Linked DNA regions of Mus musculus: region 2 is linked to region 1. The links are chromatin contacts, called in public ChIA-PET maps. All regions are on one chromosome and are shown on one strand. The core of a region is the stretch at or near the end of the contact, and the rest is flanking DNA. Distances in the headings are between cores, read along the strand shown. Region 1 overlaps Nck2 (non-catalytic region of tyrosine kinase adaptor protein 2). Region 2 holds the start of Tex30 (testis expressed 30).

Evidence for each region. ChIA-PET counts read pairs in DNA pulled down with a chosen protein or histone mark.
Region 2: an RNA polymerase II ChIA-PET map of memory CD8 T cells shows a contact between it and region 1, with 29 read pairs. The contact joins the promoter of Tex30 here to the enhancer-like site in region 1. A contact is called at or near these places in 1 of 39 promoter capture datasets (the C10 cell line), 1 of 484 Hi-C or Micro-C datasets (CD8 T cells), 3 of 115 datasets of contacts at active chromatin or transcription factors (astrocytes, memory CD8 T cells and pancreatic cancer cells) and 2 of 9 other capture datasets (adipose tissue and liver).

The regions. Positions count from the first base shown.
Region 1 is chr1:43,461,763-43,469,377 of GRCm38.p6, reverse strand. All of the region lies in intron 1 of Nck2 (non-catalytic region of tyrosine kinase adaptor protein 2), which reads right to left. Among named protein-coding and RNA genes, the nearest start is that of Nck2, 20 kb to the right of the region's middle. Within about 2 kb of position 3,272, at least 84 of the 459 cell types and tissues checked have an H3K27ac peak or open chromatin away from gene starts, as enhancers often do. A contact at or near this core is called in CD8 T cells, adipose tissue, memory CD8 T cells and 1 more, where this site is marked.
Region 2 is chr1:44,099,263-44,106,877 of GRCm38.p6, reverse strand. Tex30 (testis expressed 30) reads left to right here and starts at 4,437. Exons shown (of 6, transcript NM_001356297.1): 1 at 4,437-4,550; 2 at 6,877-7,030. The coding sequence starts at 7,016. It overlaps Poglut2 (protein O-glucosyltransferase 2), which reads left to right. Exons shown (of 10, transcript NM_023645.3): 10 at 1-332.

The sequences.
Region 1 (7,615 bases), core at 2,023-4,522:
AAGGACAGTGGGCAGGATGGAGAGAGTTTTAGCTACATAACCTATTTCTCGGAAAGCCCACAGGGAAACTTATCTTCCACAGCTCGGTTATTCTTCAGCAAGTTATTGTGAGCACAGTCACAATGCTACGCTTAAAGATCCCTAGTAATGTTACTATATTTTCCTGCATTTGCTTCCTGAGAACCAAGATGTGGGGGAGTTACCAGTGCAGTGAGATTCACAATTACTCAGACAAGGGCAAGGGAGAATGGAAAATAAGCAAGCCTCAGCTGCTCACAGAGAAGTGTTTTAAATAGGTCTTGCCAGCTGGGGAAGGGGTGGGGATGGGTGGGCCTTGAGTTAGTGCTGCCCTGTCATGGAAATAATACAAAAAAGTATCTCTGGGCAGTGTTCTAGGCTTCCAGACAGAGCTCCCAGAAAACCTCAGAATTTCCAGAGTGATAGTTGATCCTGGGCCACAAAAGGCCACGACTGAACTTGTGCGTATGATGGGACATAATATGGGGGTCTTTCGATCTTGCCTCCACTGCTTGCTCAGAGGAGAGATGAACAGTAACTGGGTCTTAACTCTTAAACACTGGATTGGGGACTCCCTGGTTAATGAGCCCCTTGGGGTGATTTTCTGAAGGAAACTGGAAAGGTTGTAAAAACTCTGGAGCCACTCACTGCCCCAGCCACACACAGCCTGTGCATCCTTGTCCCCTGCCATTCCTGAATTGCATGTCCCCTAACAAACTAGCAGTAACTGACTTCTGCAAAATGTGGTGTTGCAGGTAGACCCGGGGCCTTTCCTGAGTCCTGGCAGCTGTCGCATGGCATTCATGAACAGGAAGAGGAAGGCATGGGAACTTATTAACTGATTAACTGATCAGTCAGAAATAGCGGCGGTTCTTTTGCAGCTAGCATCTGAAAGGGGGCCGGGGAGGGGCAGTCTTGTTGAGCCAAGTGCTCATAACTTAGGAGGAATGTACCAGTCCTGCAGTCTGCATTGGGGGTGACTATTATATAGGCCAGCCAGCTGGTATCAGAGGATGGGGCTGCCTACTATGGGGGCTTGCTTCCTCAGGATATGGCTATTCCAGCTGTGACGTGCTACAGAGTAAGACACATAACAGGGGGAACGCTGCAGTCTTCAAAAAAAAAGGGGGGGGGGGTTGGAATGTAGTAAATTGACACGCTGACTATATGTTGGCATGACATGGGTTCTACTGGGTTCATCCACATACCACTAAAATCTGTCTGCTTCCTTTTACTTTTCAGTTGTGGTTGCGGGGGTCACGGGTGCTATATCTGTAGTGCTCGCACACAGGTTGCCCTCTGTTTCTACAGGATAATACTTTGAAATTTACCTCAAATTTTCCATGAAGAAACAAGCAAGTCTACAGATTAAGACATCGGGTATAAGCCAGGAACCACTCTGTTTCAGAAACCCTCTGCTGAAGGCTGCCTCCTCCTCTTGCCCCAGAAAACAGTGCAGAGCTATGGTGCCAAGAAAGGGGCAGGCAAGGCTCCAAAGCAGCATTGTCACACTTCAGATCTGTACTTCCGGCGTACAGGGTGAACAGGCTTCTTCCAGAAAGAGCGAAAAAAACACAGTGTGTTGGCCTTGTGGGTCACAAGCTCACAATTACTCAATCCCACTACACTACCACGACTATGCTACCACGACTATGCTACCACGAAAGCGGCCACAAGCAGCATGCAACTGACCAATCCCAGCTGTCTTCTTTTTCTCTTTTTTGATTTTGTGTATTTCTTTCTTTGCGACAGGGACTCATAGCCAGGCTGGCCTTGAATCCCTGATCCTCCTGCCTCCATCTTCCAAGTATTAGGGTTATGTACCACCATGCCTGGCCAGGGTGTGTTCTAATACGGCTGATCACACAAAAGGTAGCGGGACAGATTCAGTCCAGGGGCTATTTGCCAAGCACTGTTCTACACATTCAGAAAGAGATATTCCTAAATGTGTCTTATCAGCGCACCAAGCTAGAACATCTACAAAAATACCTTCCACAAAACAGCAGTTAAGCTATTGTGGAAACAAGGCTAAATGAAAAAAATAAAGTCCTACCGAGTTAACTCAATGTCAACTTCTAAGCTTTTATTGTCCATCACGAGCAGACTATGCTGGCAGTTGCCCTACAGTAACAACTGAATGGGAAGTTACATTAATACATTTCTCTACTTTTTAAATGGGGTTGCCTACAGTGGCTCAACAACAATAAATATGACACCACTAAAGTAAAAGGGATCTAATGAAAGGAACAGACAGGACTCCACAATCAAACACTCCAGGCTTCCTCTTTCTAGAGAGAGGAAGGTGAGCACGACCGTTCAGCATTGGTAGGTGAGAGTGGACTTCACCCACACAGAATCCCTGCAATGGCAAAGCGCACAGAGGGAATAAAACCCCCGCAGGCCCTCTAAACACAGACACAAGGTTTGTGGATGGAATTATGCTCAGTCAGCACCAGAAGCAGCAGCCCCTGGTTCCGTGTGCTGCTGAGCACCATCCACCTCACACAGCGACCTATGTGCACCTATGTGCAACCCACATGGAAGGAGTTAAAGGACAGCAGGCTTCTGAGACCAACACTTCCCTCCACTCCTGAGTCTGACCAACAGTATGCATCCAAAAACAGAAACAAAAAACCCCTGAAAACAAAGGCACTAGTCTATCATTATACTAACTTGTAGACATTAAAACTAGTAATAAATCTAACAGACCTCATTACAGAAGGCAACAGAATGCAGGGCCTGAAACCTATGAGGGAGCAGAGGCAGGGTGTGTGGATGCAAGCACAGTCTGCAGAAGCCCATCCCTGGGTTCCTAGCACAGGCCACAGTGTAGATGGGCTCTGGGAAGGGAAAAGAGCCCTCAGAGAGCAAGGTATCTATGGCAGGTTAAAACAGACCAAGTTCTCCTACTCCTTCCAGTGCCTCCAGGACCACGCCCTCAGCACACACAGTTCCCAGCTGGAAGGCCTGCACACCTTCTGTGCCCCTCAAGCTGCGAGTGCTGCGGCATTTCACACCCACTGGTTCAAACTGGCCCTCACCTCCAACATCTCCTCTTCACCCTTTTGCTAAAAAAAAAAAAAAAAAAGGTACCCCGTAAAGTAATTTTCTGCACTCTTGAAAAAATTAGGGGAAACACCATAAAAACCTCACGGAGAACGAGAATAGTAATTTTGAAGAGTCATGCTTGGTAGCAAATGCTGACCAAGAAGTAATAAAAATAGGCCACTCTGGTATCCTGTATTAGTCACCTGACACTGCGTAATAAACAGTACACGTGTAGCAGCTGAAAATACACAGCCTACTACTAAGCTCTGTGAGTCTGGAGTCTGGGCCTGCCACATCCAATACACATGCCTACAAAGACACCCAGTCAAAACATGTCTTCTTCTAAAACGTACAATCTAAATAGTACCTCTGGTAGGCTATCTGCCTGTTTCAGGCATGACAAGCTGACGGAAAATACAATAATGTGCCACATAATGAAATTTCAGTCACTGACAAATCACGTAAGTTACAGTGGTTCTTAGGGGACACTGGAACACAAACATCCTACAGACTGGTAATGTCACAGCCACCCTGGCACTGATGCTCATGGAACCGACTGTGCCACATATGTAAATGCATGTGCAATTGTATGCAGGACATTACACTTGATGATAAATGACTGCTCATAGCACACACACACATACACACACACACAAACTATAACCCCTCTGCTGTCTTAAATACTTGGAGCTTACTGTGTCTCCTGATTGCCTCATGTTCTCTTGTGCTTAATTTAATCTTGTACAGCTGTCATCATGACTACAAACAAGAGAATGAACACACACATACATACATACATCCAGACCTTCCAGGTGTGTAACATGGCTGTCTGGTATTCCTGTACCATTTAGGTTTGTGACATGAATCACATGACAGATTTCTCAAGCACACCCCCACCATTAGATGATGTTTGTGTGTAGCAAATGGGTTACTAAACAAAGGAATACCCAGGCCTCTCTTTCATCTGGCCACTGACTAAAAGCATAATAATCCAACTCTACCATTTACCCTGTGCCCCAAATATGGCTCCAATGAACAACCTACCAAGAGCAACAGTCACTCTTAAAAGGACATGCCAAGGCTAAGAGTGTTTCATCTGTTGTCAGGAAGTCCCTTCAAAGGGAGAGATGTATGTGTTGAGAAGATTGTACAGTTATACACAGTGGCCACAAAAACAGAGGCTGCAAACATGAAGCTGAGAACAGGAAGTCTGCAAGATGGGGAGGAGTCTTCTTCACAACTGTCTTAAGGAGTCTGTTCTGCTCATTTTAGCAAGACATGAATTTATAAAATTAGAACAATAAAGAGATACACTCAATAAAGAAGAATAAAGTTACTGTGTCATCCTTACTATTCAAAGGCATCCATACCACAGAAAGAAAATAAATAAAAAGTGCCAAAAAACTGTGTCTCAGAAATCAAGGTCTCGGGCTAGGGGTGTGGTTCAGTGGTAGAGCTCTTGCCTAGCATACCTGGGGCCCTCATAAATAAATCTCTAAGTAAGCAAGTAAGAAAGGAGGAAAGGAGGAAAAGAAAGGGGATGGATCTGGGTCTCAATAAAATACTTGGAGCTCTGTTTGCACCTACAGATCTTTTTGCCTGGCAAAGCCGCCAGCTTCTCTTTAGACAACCAGAACTGGTTTCCTTCCCAGACAGACAGGATTGGCTATCAGATTCTGAGGCAGCTTCACAGTGCTTTGGGCTTGAACCCTGAAGCAGCAGCCCTGGGAGGGCAGCCACAGCTAAGGGAGCTCGTCCACTCAAACTGCATGGCTAAAATAATTATGGATGTCTACCACACACCGCCCATTAATCTGGAGAATGAACATGCAACACACCTAGGAATCGTGACTGTGGCCAATGCCAAGCCAAGCACCATGGCAGAGGCGTGCAAATAGAGCACACCCACAGGAAAATGCTCCAAAGTAAAGCTGCCAAGACTAGCAATTGGATAAATTGCTTAGCTTCTTCAAACCAGCCACTTCATCTGTTAAACAAGGACAAGGGCAGCCTTGTAAGGTTGTAGAGAGAATCAAATTAGACAACAGGTATGAAATGCTCAGCCCTGTTAAGTACTCAATAAATATCAGCGCCTGCTGCCGTGGCCGTGGTGCTTTGAGAGCGCACCTCTGAGGCATCGCTAAAGGGAGTTTCTCACCCCTGGTATTTACAGTGCTGCACCCACAGAAGCCCAATGCAAGCAATGTGTGTGCCAAGTCTTATCACTGAATTTTCACAGCATTTTTCTTTAAACACAGGTCAAAAGCTCCAAGGGCTGCTTTGCCTCAGAACACCAGAGAGCCAAAAAACCTTAAGGCGTGAGATCTTCTAAAGATACTGACATTTTTTCTGTTCCTAGACGTCATCACAAGGCTGTAAAGGCCCAATCCAACTGCCAAAACATTATAAAATAACCTCTTAAACCAAACAAATGTACATTAGTGTTTTTAGCCAAGAAACAGTATATAATTTCCTACTATGAATTAATTCTTTATTTATAAAAACAATAATGGAGCTTTTTATAACTTAAATAAATTGTTTTTAGATTTTCCCCCCCTTGGAGAACATATTTTATGTTATCTACCTGAAGGTAGGTAACACATTGCAAGGCTGGGAAGAGTTCTGTTAGGTAACAAAATTGAGCTACTTTCCTGCAAGGCCTAGGCAGACGGCCTCTGGCCGGTGGCAAGGACATCATCAGAAGGCAGGATTATGTTTGTTCCAGCCAGGTCTGTCTTTCTATGCCGTGTGCCCTTTCTCTACAGGCACATTACTGAGGCCTGGAGACTTTTTCAAGAACCTTCTGGGTTTTAAATGGTTTTGGTTTTAGGCAATTTTAATATCGTAAGTTACTAACTCAATATTCCAAACTAATTTTGAGATATGGTCACAGGTCACCTCAGGCGGGGCATCTTTATGCACACAATGACCAGCAAGATCGAGTGGCAGGTCTAACAGGAAATCAAAGGAAAGCGGAAAGGAATCTGCCTTCGCCTGCAGCATGCAGCCACGGTGGAACCACATGGAAATTCCTGTTATTTCTCTGGTCATTGCAAAGGGTATGGACTGTGCCACTAAAGTCACGCTTAAAGGAAATACTATATATGAACTAAAAGCTGGTCAGAATAAAAATGCCTGGTTTGGGTTTCTGTTTTGATCACAAGTCCACAAACCCCTGTGAAGTTATCAGCAGACGGGTGTGGATAGGATAAGTCTTCTCTAAGAAATAATTCTGAACTCTATACAATATCAGCTCCAACTCCCATTTTAACAAACCTTTAGATCTCAAACTGGGGGCTGAAGCAGAGATTAAGTCCCTTTTCAGAGAAGAGAGTTCCTGATTTGCCGTGGCTGTAAGTAGGGAAGGCAGATTCGAGATGATTCATAAGTATTGGCCAAGCTTGCGATCTGACACTTGCCCAGTAAGTCCTGGAGCCGACACCCTCAGGCCAGGCCTCCCTCAGTTTGAAGAATCAGCAGAAACCCCTGGCTCACTCCCCACTCTCACAGGCATCTTTCCAGTCACCAGCCTTGTGACAGGAAAGCCCAAGACAGCCCTGAATGTTCCCCAGCCCCATAAATGTCATGGAGTCAAGTGGTATCCACACAAAGCCACTGAAATTCATATCTGTCATCTCTAACTAGTAGTAATCTTTCTTTAAGAAGAACACCAGACAGAACTAGGTATGATAGCCCATGCCTTTAATCCCAGCACTTGGGAGGCAGAGGCAGGCAAACTTCAAGTTCAAGTCTTAGCTACATAACTGGCCTGGGCTGCCTAGAAAGACCTTGTTTCAAATAATAAATAAATAAAATAATAACTAAATAAGTAACAGCAGAAATGTAGCTAGATACAGTGGTGTGTACCTGTAATTTTAGTACTTCTGAAGATCACTTGAGACCAGGAGTTTGAATCCTGTGCTAGTAAATCAGTGAGATCCTATTTAAAACATAAAGTAAGACCCTCCCCCGCCCCCCCAATTCTCTCTCGCTCTCTCGCTCCGTGTGTGTGTGTGTGTGTGTGTGTGTGTGTGTGTATGCAGACCAAAATGGACATCAGCTACAACAGAGGCACAGATTGAAAAGACTGCAAGTTCAAAAACATTGTTGAATTTATATTTAGTCATTTTAATACACAAATACAGCATCATAAGTTATAGTCACATAAAGGGATACAATGAAGCTCTGTAACCTATGTAATTTCGGAGATGCAGAAGACTAAGTTGTTTCCTGGCCTCACACTCAAATGATACCACTACAAGTCTCCCTTCCTTGGCCCAGACCTTTCTATAGAAGGTCTCGGAACTGTCATTCATTTCTTCCTCTACCGCAAACCTGAAACCATCAAACTGAGAAGTGAAGCTATCTAGAAAGAAGGGGCATAGGCTCATATAAAGGGAGTCAGACCAAGATGGTAGAAACTGGGGGGCGGGGTGGGCACTTACTCAGGGTTTCTATTGCTGCAACGAAACACCGTGACTAAAGAACGAGCTGGGAGGAAAGGGTTTGTTTGGCTTACACTTCTGTATCACTGCTCATCACTGAAGGA
Region 2 (7,615 bases), core at 3,188-5,687, 640 kb before region 1:
TTTTGTTACAGTTATTACCTATGAGCAGAAGAAATAGGCGAGTTTGGGTCCTTGATTCTGGTGAGTGCTCTGATTCAAACAGGCCTCCAAAAGCAAAACAAAACTCAGCCAATTGTGGTGGTTCATGCCTATAATCCTAGCACTTCAGAGGTTAAGACAAGAAGATTCTGTGAGTTCAAGGCCAGTCTGAGCTACATAGTAAGTTGGAAGACAATAAGACTCTGTTTTAAAATGCAAATGACTCTGTCTGTTTTAAGCTCTTTTTCTTTTGGAATAACTACTCATTGAGTCTCAGTCAAACCTCATTCTAATAAAACATGCTAGAGCTGCCTTTATCTGGCCTCTGCCTCTGTTGGTAGTCAAACCTATTACCACTTATTACAAATCCTGTCACCGCCCACCCAATGCTCGTTTCCCTCCGGCCCTGGTATTTGTTTTTCCCTTTTTCTGGAAGTCAGGATCGACTCTACTTTCTCTAGCTCCTTTCAGGAATGTAACACCTCTGATTCTTTATATTATGTAGTCGCCATACTTTGCAGTAGTTCCCTGTAGACTCTCCCCTAATCCTCAGTCCTTAAGCATCTTGATTACAAAGATGATTCTTTTGGGGTCTAACAGGTTTCCCTGATTGTGGAAGGGACAACAAATTTTAATGGGTCAATAAAATGACAATTAGCTTGAAAATGCAATTAAAGAACTAGCTAGGGGCCAGGCATGCTAGTCCATGAGTCCCACCACTGAAGTTTCTCCTCCAGTTAGATAAAGCTCACACACAACAGTCAACCTACTTTACTCCAAGTTCACTGATTTTAATGTTAATCTCTTTGAAAAATACCCTGACTGAAACATCCAAGATGTTTGACCTTATGTTGGGGATGGCCCAACCAAGTGAACCATTACTAATGGGGATTCATACAATAAATGTTGAACACATAATATGCATTCAGTTATATAATACCAAGCTCCAATAAAAGAGCTTTAAATAGCCACTGGTTGGGTTTTTTTGGTTTTGTTTTGTTTTGTTTTGTTTTTCAGATATCTACTGGAACTGTTCATATTTTCTTTTTCTGTTTTTGTTGCATTCATTTACAGTGAATTGTACTAATGACGTTTTAATTTTGAAGCAATGTAAAAAGCCATGCAAATTACGTATTATTTATTTGGTCATGGCTGAATTGTTATAGTAATTGATTCAGACATTCACTGTTTTGTTTTTGGTTTTGGTTTTTTGCAAGTTTTACTTCTTCAGAATTTTATGCAATGTGGTCATTTAATAACTTATGTTGTATTTTTCTTTTTCTTTCTTTCTTTTTTTTTTCTTTGACATGGTCTTACTAGGTAATCGTGGTTGACCTGGAACTCTCTATGTAGAGCAGTCTGGCTTCAAACTCATAGAGTTCTACCTGCCCCTGCCTTCTGAGTGCTGGGATTAAAGGAGTAGACCACCATACCAGGCCTTGATTTAGGACATTTTAAACTACAACCCAAATCTGGCCCACCATCCATGTTTGTACAACCTTGAGACTAAGAATAATATTAGCATTTTAAGTGGTTGAAATCATCAGTACACATATGTCTTAGTCAGGGTTTCAATTCCTGCACAAACATCATGACCAAGAAGCAAGTTGGGGAGGAAAGGATTTATTCGGCTTACACTTCGGCTTACACTTCCATACTGCTGTTCATCACCAAGGAAGTCAGGACTGGAACTCAAAAAGTCAGGAAGCAGGAGTTGATGCAGAGGCCATGGAGGGATGTTCCTTACTGGCTTGCTTCCCCTGGCTTGCTTAGCCTGCTCTCTTATAGAACCAAGACTACCAGCCCAGAGATGGTCCCACCCACAAAGGGCCTTTCCCCCTTGATCACTAATTGAGAAAATACCCCACAGCTGGATCTCATGGAGGTACTTCCCCAACTGAAGCTCCTTTCTCTGTGATAACCCCAGCCTGCATCAAGTTGACACATAAAACCAGCCAGTACAACATAGAACTCAAATTTTGGTTCATAAATAACGGTTTTATATTAGTTTCCTATTACTATCCTATTCCTATAAGTATCACATACTTAGTCCTCTAAAACAATAAAAATGTGTTGTTACAATCCTAGAAGTCACAATCTGAAATGTTTCCCTGGGTTAATTAATATTAAGACATTTAGCAGGGCTGAATCCTTCTGATGTATGGGGTGGGGGTTTCCTAGCCTCTTTTTTTTCTTCTTCTTCTAATGGGGCATTCTTAACATTTCTTGCCTTGAGAACCCTCTCTCCATCTTCCTAGCCTTCAGCTTAATCTCTTAAAATCTCCCTCTGCTTCTCTCTCAAAAGCACCACTGTCTTATCTGAACACTGTAGCAATATGATTCACAATAAGCCAAATGTTCACAAACTAGTAAACGGATACATAAAACTGTTTAATAGGATTCAGTGATAGGAATTATTTGAGAAGAAGAAGCAGGGTACACTTACACATTCCAAGTGCAAGGTGACAGATCAAAGATCTCATTCTGTGACTCCATTCAATAGTCACAAATCATATTGGTGGGTGTCTGGTGTGAAAGGTAAGAGAGGGAATGGTAAGTTTCCTCTAGAAATGATAAGATGCCCTTAGAATTTGATGATAGCTGCAAATGAGTGTACAATTACTGGAAATTGAAACTTAGGACAGGTAAATAAAGCATAGAAAAGGTATCAGACCTGAGCTGGCAATGTGTTAGTGGTAGAGCGGACAGTGGCAGTACGGACTCCATTAAGGGACAGATCACACCATAAGCACACCCACGTCTAGAGGTCACCTTGATTATGTCATTGGTTGGTTAGTCGGGTTTGTTGTTTTCATGTTTTTCTGCAGGAATCTTGTGAATGATACAATGTAAACTGTTTCCATTCTTGCAAGAATTGGTGACCATAAACTGTTTCATGGTATGTTCACTGTCTACTCAGAGTATGTACCATTCCTATGCTCATAAAAATAACTCCAAAATTCCATTTGTTGGCTCCGTTTTTTGTTTTGTTTTGTTTTTGTCTGTCTTTTTAAAAATCACTTGCTCATTTGCCATAAAAAGGCCTGTTTCTGGTCTGGGCTGCTTTTATTCTCCTACTACTGAGGAGAGTTTAAGTCTTGTCTGGCTGTAAGAGTAAAATTTTTCCCTTGCAACATCTCAGTGTTGGCTCCTGGTTTTTGACACTGTAACACACTCAAGAACCCAAAGAAGAGAGGAGAGAGTCTGGGGAAGAAAACGGGCAGAGGAGGGAAAGAAGGAAGACAGGTTAACAGACAATAAGGAAGTGTTAATTTAAAAATGTTAAGACTGTAACTTGAGAAAGCACTTGTCATAAATGGCTTTCCCTTAGTTGTTTCTTAATATGTACTGTGTCAGAAGAGGGCAGGTAACCAAGTGCATAAGGGGGATTTAATTCATTTAGTAAACATTTGCCACGTGTTATCCTAATCAGGAGAGTCAGTCAAATAAATACACACACACACACACACACACACACACACACACACACACTCCTTAAGGAAAAAGACAAAAAGGACATGTAGATGAAGTCCTAAGTAAAAGCTGCAATCTGAGGAACTGGAAGAGTCAAACCTCTGCAGTTGGGCTTGCTTGGTAGGTTTGGGGTGAAGTGGCAAAGCCCCTGAAAGAACAGGAGGAAATTCTGATTATTTGGCTCTAAAGAGGAAGGTACGAAGTCTTTGGGTGGGACTGAGTGGATGGGTCCTATATACCCTCAGGGTTATCCAAATGAAGTGATGGGCACAAGGATGCTAGCAACCCACCCTTCTGATGACCGGTAGACAAAGCAGGCAATGGTAATGTGGGAGGCTTAACCTAGCCTGGCGCACAGGGAATTACGAGGTCAAGTCGCCAAAAAATAAAAATACTTTAGGTGAATGGATAGATAGATGATTGATAAATGAGAGAGAGAGAGAGAGAGAGAGAGAGAGAGAGAGGAGAGAGAGAGAGAGAGAGAGAGAGAGAGAGAGAGAGAGAGAGAGAGAGAGAGAGAGAGAGAGAGAGAGAGAGAGAGAGAGAGAGAGAGAGAGAGAGAGAGAGAATGAGAGAATTTTAAGTGCAAGATTTTGTTTTGGGCCGCATGCATAGCTGTCCTATGCCCGCGAGGTACTGAATCGTACCCGCCTGAAATGCAAAGGGATAAAGAATTCACGGCGGGATGTGAGGAAAGAAGTTGTCAGGGTTGACTCCGTGTCTTCCGATGGGCTGATCAGACCGGAAGAAGCCAAGGCAGCGACAAGAAAATCCTTTCCCGCGCTCGGCTCGGCGGTCCCAGCATACAGACTCCGGCTTCAGGAGTCCAGCCTCCAGGCGCCCGCGAGGGGCGTGGCCGAGCTAAAAGCCGGCAGAAAACTCTCTTTCCCGGCGAGCCTCGCGGCGCGCCCCACGAGCCCCGGGCGAAGCCTGCGTGCGCCAGCGCAGTAGCGGGCCGCGCTGACGGGGGCGGCGAGGCGGTCGCTTCGAGCGTGTTAGTTCGCTCCCTGAAGAGAGTGAGGGCGGTTGGGCGCTGGCGGTCACTCGTGCGTTCGCTGGTAAGCGCGGCGGCGGGAAGTGGAGGCAGCGGTGGTGAGGCCGGCCGGCAGCTCCTCGGGGGCTGCTGCTCTCCTCCGCCCGAGGCGTCCGTGGAAGCCAAGCGCTCCCGGCCGGCAGCCGCCGACGGTCTGTTTTGCCGAGGAGGGTGGACACGGGTTTAGGACGACGGGCAGGTGGAGCCGGGCCGCGGCGACTCTCACGAGCTGTTGGGGGTGACGGGAGCTAAGCCTCCTCCCAGACGGGCCCGGGACGCGCGCGTTCGTTAAGCGAATAAACGACGGTTCCCGTCGACCTCTAACCTCGGGTTTGGAATTTTTTTTTTTTTTTTTTTTTTTTGGTCGTATGGTTGGTCGACCCCGGCGATCCTAGAACTCACAGTTTTGTTCGCGCGGTGACAGCCTAGGTAGTGCTGCAGACGGAACAGACAGTGAGTAAATGTTTATTTTTTTTTAAACTGGAAGTCGGGTGGCCGTGGCGTTTGGGGAGCTTAGTGGAAGCTAACTACCAGAAAATAACTACCTTGTGAGTGTGAGTAGCCCCTCCCCCCTAAACTGTTGGCTTGATTGTCCAGGACGTTTGAACCCCGTACCGCATCAGCTATATTTGTTTTGTGTCACAGTCGTCACCTTGTTTCTACCGGGTTGGTGGGTTGGTGCAGTGTTCTCCCTCTGCTGTGGGGCGACACTGAGGCTGAGCCAGGCTTCCGTCCTCCCTTATCTAAAGCGTGGGGGGGGGGGGGGGGGCGGAGATAACAGTCGCTTCGAGCGCTTACCATATGGGACGTTTTCGGTGTTGCTGAAGCAGTCTAGAACAAGTTCATAATGAAGTCTGGAGGAAAGCCGTTTTCCTTAAAATCACAGGTTAGTCTGGAAGAGCTTCCCAGGTTGATATTAACTTAAAAACATGTATCTAAGTGTACTGTTTTTCTGAAATCCCATTAAAGTGACAGGAAAGAGTTCTTTATGGGGTTGGTTGGTTGTTTTGTGTTTAGTTTTGTTATTGTTTGTTTTGTTCTGTTTTTGAGACAGGGTCTTGCCCAGTCTGGTCTCAAATTTGCAGATTCTCCTTTCTGCCTTTCAAATCCTGAGATTATAGTCAGGCCCCACCCAACCTGGCTTTTGCGAGGGTGGGGGGGTAGTCACTGGGAAAGACACCTTGGAGATATTAACAGTTGAATAATGAACTCTTAAAAAGCAGTGGTTAAACCAACGGGGGGGGGGGGAATCTATAAAACTAGTCTGAATTAATAAAAGCCTTCAGATCACACAAAAACTGGCAGTTCTTGATATATTTGGAACTGGAAGGGGAAGTGCATTGATGTGGATAGAGGTGCAAGACTAATATGTTAGTTTAAGTCTTTTTAAGGAGCAGTAGGGTATTTCCATTAGTTTCCCCATTTCACTCTCTTGAGTGATTGTGTTCCCCAAGTTTAAAAGACTAGAAAGAGCACAGAGGAGAAAGAAGAGAAGAAAAAAGAAAAAAATTAGAGGCTTATTTTGACAAAGGTTTTTTTTTTTAAATATATTCTTCGAATCTTTTGCGCTTTGAACCATGTTACTGTTACCTACTGAATAAACAAATGTCCATGCACATGGATGATAATGGAAATTCTCGTGCCAGTGATATGCTGAAAAATGAAAGCTCTCACAATAAAAGGGGATCTCAGAAATTATAGTAGCTCTCAGTGCTTCCAGCCCTTCAGGTCAGTTGTGACTTAGACTGCGCTCCAGGCTTTAATTTGGCTTTAAGTTTTCTCAGACTATCTTCATTATAGGATTCTGGCTGAAAATGAAAAAAAAAATCCCGGGATAGATTTTCTCTGTGGTTCAGGGTGAAAAATCAGTTCGAAATTTCTAGAAATCTGCCATAGCTTAACTCAAAAGTAGAAGTTTGAAATGTTTTGGTAGCCAAACCCAGAGTCGATAGGATCACATGACAAGGACTATTGTTATATGAAGGAGAGAAAAATGGAATGATTGATTTAATAGCTTCAGGGAAAATAATTAAAAATTGTTGAGATTGTATCAAAAAAGGAATAACAAAGGAACTTATTTAGTAGAAATTAAGTTGGGCTGGTTAAGAATGGAGATTCTTATAAATATATTCCAAATATATTTTTAAAAGGTATAGCATCTTGTTTTGGAATGAACTACTTTAAGGTGTCTGTGTCAAAGTATCAAATTTGCTTTGTCTTATATAATATCTGCCAGCTCCTGTAATTAGTTTTGAGTGCTCATAAAAATCTTGAAAGTAATATGTGGTTGAGTAATGACTATGTACAGAGATACCAGTGTGTAAAAGAGTTTCTAATTGTGTCTATTTCAGATTTTGAATGTGCACATTCCTAGTTTGGGGTCATATCCTTGTCTGACAACTCACCTTTTACAACAGAATCTGCTTTTCAGAGAGATGCCCTTTGCTTCTCAGATGTAGTGCACCTTACGCTTATTTTTCAACAGTGAAAATGAGTCATACAGAGGTAAGCTATGGTCATATCCTCAGTATCTTCTGGTCAACTTTGGGAGGTAGGAGAATGGGTTAAATCATCATTTCTGTATAATAGCCTTGCTTTCAGTTTGCACAGTAGAGGCAGTACAGACTTAGAATTGTAAAGATTCCAGAACAAGAACCTGACTTTTCATTCTTAGCTAATAGCTATGTAGCCTTGAGCAAATTAATCTGCTATGCTGTATCTGTAAAGTAGGAATAATAGTAATTGCCTCATAGAATTATAAGGAATGCTTACATGAGTTAATATATTAGCACTTAAAGCACATGACAGTATTTCTTTTTTTTTTAATTAGGTATTTTCCTCATTTACATTTCCAGTGCTATCCCAAAAGTCCCCCATACCCTCCCCCCACTCCCCTACCCATCCACTCCCACTTTTTGGCCCTGGCGTTCCCCTGTATTGGGGCATATAAAGTTTGCAAGTCCAATGGGCCTCTCTTTCCAGAGATGGCTGACTAGGCCATCTTTTGATACATATGCAGCTAGAGTCAAGAGCTCCGGGGTACTGGTTAGTTCATAATGTTGTTCCACCTATAGGGTTGCAGATCCCTTT